2 separate regions of the Sus scrofa genome follow, and region 2 is linked to region 1. A link is a contact called in public Hi-C data. All regions are on one chromosome and are shown on one strand. Each heading gives the region's core, a stretch centred on a gene start, on an enhancer-like site or on the middle of the called end of the contact. The rest is flanking DNA. Distances are from core to core; before and after follow the strand shown.

The links. Hi-C and Micro-C count contacts between places; a contact is called where the count stands out from the background.
Region 2: a contact with region 1 is called in a Hi-C map of epiblast stem cells, with 1.5 times the contacts expected there. The contact joins the promoter of TAGLN here to the promoter of RNF214 in region 1. A contact is called at or near these places in 2 of 5 promoter capture datasets (fetal skeletal muscle and liver), 22 of 47 Hi-C or Micro-C datasets (adipose tissue, alveolar macrophages, brain and 14 more) and 2 of 2 datasets of contacts at active chromatin or transcription factors (alveolar macrophages and skeletal muscle).

The regions. Positions count from the first base shown.
Region 1 is chr9:44,595,252-44,598,536 of Sscrofa11.1, forward strand. RNF214 (RING finger protein 214) reads left to right here and starts at 1,729. Exons shown (of 16, transcript XM_021062882.1): 1 at 1,729-1,834. PCSK7 (proprotein convertase subtilisin/kexin type 7) reads right to left here and starts at 1,298. Exons shown (of 17, transcript XM_021062880.1): 1 at 1,147-1,298.
Region 2 is chr9:44,560,108-44,563,392 of Sscrofa11.1, forward strand. TAGLN (transgelin) reads left to right here and starts at 1,653. Exons shown (of 5, transcript NM_001244150.1): 1 at 1,653-1,798.

The DNA of each region.
Region 1 (3,285 bases), core at 479-2,978:
GCGGGGGGAAGACGGGGTAGGCAGGTGGCAGGGGAATTAGACAAAACCCAAGAATGCACACAGAACTGAAGAGAGGCAAGTGGGAACCCTGGGGAGCAGGGGTGACTGGCAAGCAGCACTAAAGGGCTACCCTTAGCCACTAGCTCAGCAAGGTGGCTTAGGAGTGAGGGCTCAACCCTGGAATGGGGGACTGCCACCTGTGGTTGATAGATGGGCCAAATTAGAACTGGTGGGCAACTGTGGGGACAAGGACAGGTGAATGGTGGTAGAACATGTATGTACCTATGGGTGACTGGGCTCCTTTAGAAGCATCTGATCTCTATGGGGAGAGGCAGGGCTTAGTGCTTACACACATATCCGATTGGATCAGTCTCAAAACATTACAGAAACATGGGCATTTTACCGAAGTCTCTTTGGAAAGGGAGACGGGAACTTCTGCCACCTAACATTTCCCTCCAAAAAGCTGCATATCTCCTCTCTTTTCCTTTTAGGTTCTCCACCCTCCAGCAGCCTTGACTGTCCAAGATAGTCAGCTCTCTTTCCCAGTCTGCATACCTTACTAAGCAAAACAAAATCTGGCTAGCCTTGATAGTGATCCAACTAGGCAGGCTCTTACAGTCTCAGTGGAGCTCACAGATTTCCCAAAGAGAGGAGAAACCTGACCACCATGGCCTCCACTCCCTCTGGCGGAGCAGTGCTTTACTCCTGACCCTCCCATCCTAGGCTTCTGGGAATGGAACCTTAATCTGAAAGCAGATCTCAACTTCACCCAACTGCTAGGCGTGTCTTTGCAGCTCTTAGGTGCTAAGAGAAGAGGAAGATACAGGCAGCCCCAAGTTCAAGACTTGGCTCCCAAGACCCTGTCCTCCTCGCAACCTGTTCCTAGAAACCAAGCTGCCGGTACCGGGTTCAGTTTCATTGGCTTCCTCCTCCCTAGCCTTGATTGCCCCGTGCAATGTGGCCCTCTCCTCAGAGAACCCATACTATCCTGGAATCCAAGACCCCGTGGCCCAGTCTTCCTGGGCTCCCCCACGCCGGGACTGAAGGCGCCCTTTGTGCAGCTCTTTCACCCTCGGACACCGGCCGCCCCCAGTTCCAGGCCACTCGGACTTCCAATGCCTCGCCCCCACCGAGTTCCCAACTCACCGGCCCGGCCGCAGCTGCTGCCGCCGCCTCCCTGCGGAAACTCGCGGCTTCCCGGGAACCTGAGGAGCCAGTGACAGTAGCATCACTTCCGCCCGGCAGCTCAGCCAATCAGCAGCGGGTCCTCGGGCCGGGCCGACCCGCCGGGAGCAGCCGGCGCTAGGGGGCCGGTTCCTTCGGGCATCCTCTACTGAAAGAGCAGCGTGCGGGTGTGGTGGGCGCTCCTCTCAGGGCCCACCGCCCCAACTTCGGGCATCTCCAAGAGAGACCCTCTCCAGACAGACGGTCCTCTCCTTCTTGGCCAGAGAAAAGGCATCTCTGCTGTAACCTCCAAAAACACCTCTCTCTCTGATCGCCATGATCCCCTCTCTCTGTAATCCTCCTAAAGGCGGCCCTCCCTTCACCACGTCTCCTTTCTTCCGGAGGTCACATCTCCTTTCGTCCCTGCGCCCCGGGAGAGTCCACTAGTATCTTAAGGGCTTCCGCAGTGTCCGCGTCCCCTCACGGTGCCGGCTCCCGCCGCCAGAGGGCGCCGTCGGGGGCGGCGCGGTGCCACCGCGGCCTCTCCTCTCCTGGCCGAGCCTCGCCCCCGCCGCTCGTGCCGCCGGAAGTGGGAGGTGTCGCGCGCGGGCCGGCGCTCGACCCCTCCCCCCAAGCTCGGCCGCCCCCTCCCCCCGCTCCGCCCGCTCAGGTGCGTCCCGTCCCTCCCCCCTTCCCTCCCGGAGGCGCGGCGCGGGAGGTGTGTGCGGGGCGGGTGCGAGGGCCGGGGGCAGTGGCGCAAGGGGCGGGGGATCGGGCCGGGGGGCGTGGAGGGAGCTGCGGGGACGGGGGCTGGGGTCCTGGCCTAGAAGTGGGACGGGGGCTGGCAGCCAGGCGGCGCAGGGGGGCGGGGGGCAAGGTTTGGAGGGGCTCTGGCAGGAGGAAGCAGCCCACTGGGCCAGCCCCCTGTGGACTGCCGCCGGGACCACCCGGCGCGGCTTCCCCCCATTGTCCCCTTCGCGTCAGTCCCCGGATCTCCTGAGGACCAGTCGCAACTGGCGTCGCCGTCTAGCTGGTGGTCGCCGCCGGCTTGTGGTACCGGGTTTTCCTTGGCACTTTCGACTTTACGCCCCTCGCCGCAGCCTCTGCCAGATGGCCCTGGTCCCCTCTCCTCTGGGCTCTGAGCTGCGGAGTTGCTTGGAGGACCCGTGCCCTCTGGTTTTGACTACCGGGAGCCAAGGACCCTGGCCCGGGCTCTGATGGGCCAGGGCATTTGCACCTGAGCTAGCGGTAGGGGCGATCTAGGGCCCGTTTTCTTCTGGGAGACTTGTATGTTGGGGAAACTGAGGCACAGGGGGTCTCTGGCCTGGGACTGAAGTGTTAGCACAGTCCAGCCTCCATGTCTACCCTGTGCGCTCGCTTTTCGAGGGTTAGGAATGTACAAATGAAGCTATTAAAAACAAGAATTTAACCCCGTGTTACATCCCTCTTCCTCTCCCTTCACCGTAGAGGGCGGTGATTTGTCTGCAACATAAAGGATGACCTTTTGATCTAAGAAAGGCATCTGTCTCAGTTCCCTTGCTTGGATTACTCTTTTTTTCATTTTCGTACTGGAGTAACCAAGATTCTCATACTCTTCTGCACCTCGGTAGTAACTCTGAAGAGTCTGTACTTTTCTCAGTCAGTGGTTGTCAAACTTCTCCCATCTGCCAGCAACACAGAGTCTAAGTGAGAGATACTAAGATTGCCCGGTAAAATACTGCTTTTTCTCTCCCACATGAACACCTCCAGAAAACTTTACTCCAAATAATGGAGGATGCTTTTAATGTAACAGCCGTAAAATGATTCTAAAACATAAGATATTATTGATATTAGGCCAAAAATTACATCCATTGTAAATGATACGAGACAAGGTAAGTATGTGCACCGTTTGGAAGAGTCTTAACAGTCTATATAATCTGCTGTCTGTGAGAGGGCATTCTCCTGAAGTGAAAAAGACATATAAGTTTGAGGATTGATGTCCCCTGGGACCTATCGAGTATAATGGCTCTTCTAATGCCCTGCTAGAGAATAAATACTCAAGTATTTTCTCCTGGAGCCCAAGTTTTTCTTTGTGTTTCTTTTCTGAAATGACTCTGTTGTATGGACATCCTGAGGGGGAAC
Region 2 (3,285 bases), core at 403-2,902, 35 kb before region 1:
ATCTACTGGCCTGGGCTAGGGGTCAAATCAGAGCTGTATCTACTGGCCTACACCATAGTCACAGCAACACAGGGTCCAAGCCGCACCTGCGACCTATACCTCACAGCAACGCCAGATACTTAACCCACTGAGCAAGGATGCTAGTCAGATTTGTTTTCACTGAGCCACGACAGGAACACTTTTTTTTTTTTTAAGTGTCCACACCTGTGGTGCATGGAAGTTCCGGGCCAGGGATTGAATTTGAGCTGCAGCTGTGGCAACGCCAGATCCTTTAACCCACTACACCAGGCCAGGGATCAAATCTGCAGCTCTGTAGCTGCCCGAGCTGCTGCAGTCGGGATTCTTAACCCACTGCACCACAGCTCTCCCAGCTCTGGACTCTGACTTGACTAATGGACGGAGCATGTGCACTGAGGCTGGGGGGGGGGGGACACAAGACGGTGATGGATGGTGGGTGAGTGGGTGCGTGGATGGAATGCAGGCTTCGAAAGGAGGGACCCTGCTCCTCTCCCTGCTCTTCCCTGAAGAGGCCACTGGGGGGCACTATAGTTCTTTGCGCCACTGGGCTCTGGCGTCCGGAGCCGGCTCTGGAGGACAGGCCCTCCCCGGACTGCCGGGCCTGGCCACGCCCCCCGGCTGAGTGGGTGTGGAGAGTGTTAGCTCCTCCCTGCCTGGCTGCCCGAGAGTGGGGTGGTGTCGCAGCAGGCACCCCAGAGACCCCGCTGGATGTCTCCCCCCTCTCTTTCACGGCCTATCCTTTCCCTGAGACCCCTGAAACAAGTTGTGAGCGGGTCTCCTTCCTGGGTGATGGCGTACAGTCTGTTTTGCAGGGTAGGTAGGGACTGTTTAAGAGAAAGGAAGGAATAAGAGCAGCCTGAGCTTCCTACTACCCCAGTGTTGGTCTCAGGCCCTAGAGACCCTGTGGATGGGGGCCAGGGTCGACTGAACTATTGCTGAACCCTCACATCCCATCCCCACTGAAGCATGTGACTGAAGACCCACCCCATCCTCAGCCTGAGCAGGTGGCCGGGAAGGATGGGTCCGACGGCCTCTCCAGCCCCCATCGGGTGGGGGTCGGCAGGGATGCCTGTGTTCTGCCCCTCATCACTCACCACAAGGCCTTAGGTACGATGCACTCCAAGCCTTGTTTCCCCGTTTGTTAAAATGGGGTAATGATCACGCTGCCAGGATTCAGCTGTGAACATAAAATGAGCGCATTCGAAAAGTGCCTGGCAGGTAGCCGGTCTTCAGGAAAGGTGAGTTCCCATCTCCCACTAGAGACGAAAGCCCCTGGAGGAGAGGGTGCCTGGTTCGTCCCCCCCAGTCTAGCCTCTTTCCTCTTACTCTGGACAGCCCCTCTTGAACTTCCCTCTCCTCCCAAACTCGGAGGCAGGGAACAGTGTTGAAGGAGCAGCCCTGAGTCCAGACAGCAGGGAAAGCCTTCGCGGTCCTCCTGTCCATAAAAGGCTTTTCCCGGCGGTTCCCCGCCGGCAGCGCGGCCCCGCCCCCGCCCGCTCCATCTCCAAAGCACGCGGAGAATGTCTCGGCGGCCCCCGGTAGACTGCTCCAACTTGGTGTCTTTCCCCAAATATGGAGCCTGTGTGGAGTCACTGGGGGGGTCGAGGGTGGAGAAGGAGCCGGTTTCCTCTGGCAGGGAGGGGGGTTGGGGTGAGCCGGCGGGGGAGGCTGACATCACCGGGGCGGCAGCCCTTTAAACCCCTCACCCAGCCAGCGCCCCATCCTGTCTGTCCAAGTCCAGACAGAGCTCACTCCTTCCTTCGAGCCTCGAGGAACCCCTGTAAGTGCATTTGTCCTAGGGCAGGAGGGGAGTTGGGCGGGGGTGGTGTGGGGGGTGGGCTTGGCAGCGGCAGTGGGTGTTATTGCTGGAGGGCTCTCAGGCTCCCTGGCTGGAGAAGCCCACCCTCTGAGTCACCGTGCATCCCTCCACCTGGGGAGGTGGTCCTGGTTTGATGCGTGGGATGGGGTTGCTAGAGCCTTGTATCCTTCAGACTGGTCAGGCTTAGGTGTATTGAAATACCCAGGGAGACTTGGCTGGTGCAGAGGGATTGATAGTGGAAACCTGGGCACCGGTGTGAGGAAGGCTTCCCATTTTTAGCCACAGTCACACCCACAGGGGGTGTGATAGGCTCAGGTGGTGGTGATTTTGGCCCAAGGCTTGTTGTCTGCTGTCCATCTAGGAGGAGGCGGGTAGGTGGGGCATGCTGATGCTGGAGAGCAGTGTCCCACTGGTGGGTCCCCAGCAGCATAGGAGAGCTGCTGGGTAACAACTGAGGCAGTAGCAAGGACATCAGAATCCTTGTATCCTGGAACAGGCTGGGGTGGCAGGTGCAGGGACAGTGAGAGAGCTACCTTGTCAGGTACATAGCTCCTTCTATGTTCTGAGGGGGAGGTCACGCCCCACGCAGAGGAGTGGGGGTGGCCGCTGCCTTGGTGGTGCCAACCGGCTGGGGCCGGGCCTTCCCAAGGGGTCTGGCTGGTCCCTCTTGGTGGTTGCTATTCAAAGAGTAGCAGTGAATAGGTCGGGTCTCCTCTGTCCCCAGAGTTTACTTTTTTTTTTTTTTTTTTTTTTTTTTGGCTACCCCATGGCATATGGAGTTTTTGGGCCAGGGATCAGATCTGAGCCACAGTTGCAACCGAAGCCATAACTGCGGCAATGCCAGATTCTTAACCCACTGTGCCAGATGGGGGATCAAACCTTTGTCCTGGAGCTCCCAAGACACCAGATCCCACTGTGCCAGGGGGGACCTCTGTCCCTGGAATTTAGATGAGCTACCCCCCCCTGCCACCTCAGATCCACATGTGCTCATCCTATTTGCTGTGTTTTATTCTGAAGAGGGGCACAGCGGTCCTGCAGACACCCCTGGTTCTGTCTGTTTTTCTGGGTTCCTGCTGGTAGGAGGTGCCCCTGCCCCTTTTCAGCTGGATTTGTTTTCTCTCAGGAGAGGGGAGGCTAACGGGGCCCATGGGGTGGGAGGGTCAAAGCAGAGCCTCAGGCTGCCCTGTCCATCCTGTCCCAGAACCTTTGCCTAGAGAGGCCCCTGGGTGGGTACCCGCCGCCATCCCCCGCGCCCCCAGCAGCTCTAGGGTGGGACTGGGGAGGTCTTGGTCAGAAGCTTTGAAGGACTTCTTGGAACCCTCCACTTTCAGACTCTCCACCAGGAGGGAGGAGACTGGGGGTGGGGGTGGGGTGCCTTTCACCCCCCTCCCTTGTTCTGAGCAAAATCCCAATGTCATCTCTGGATCTAGGGGCTGCAGCTTTTGCGG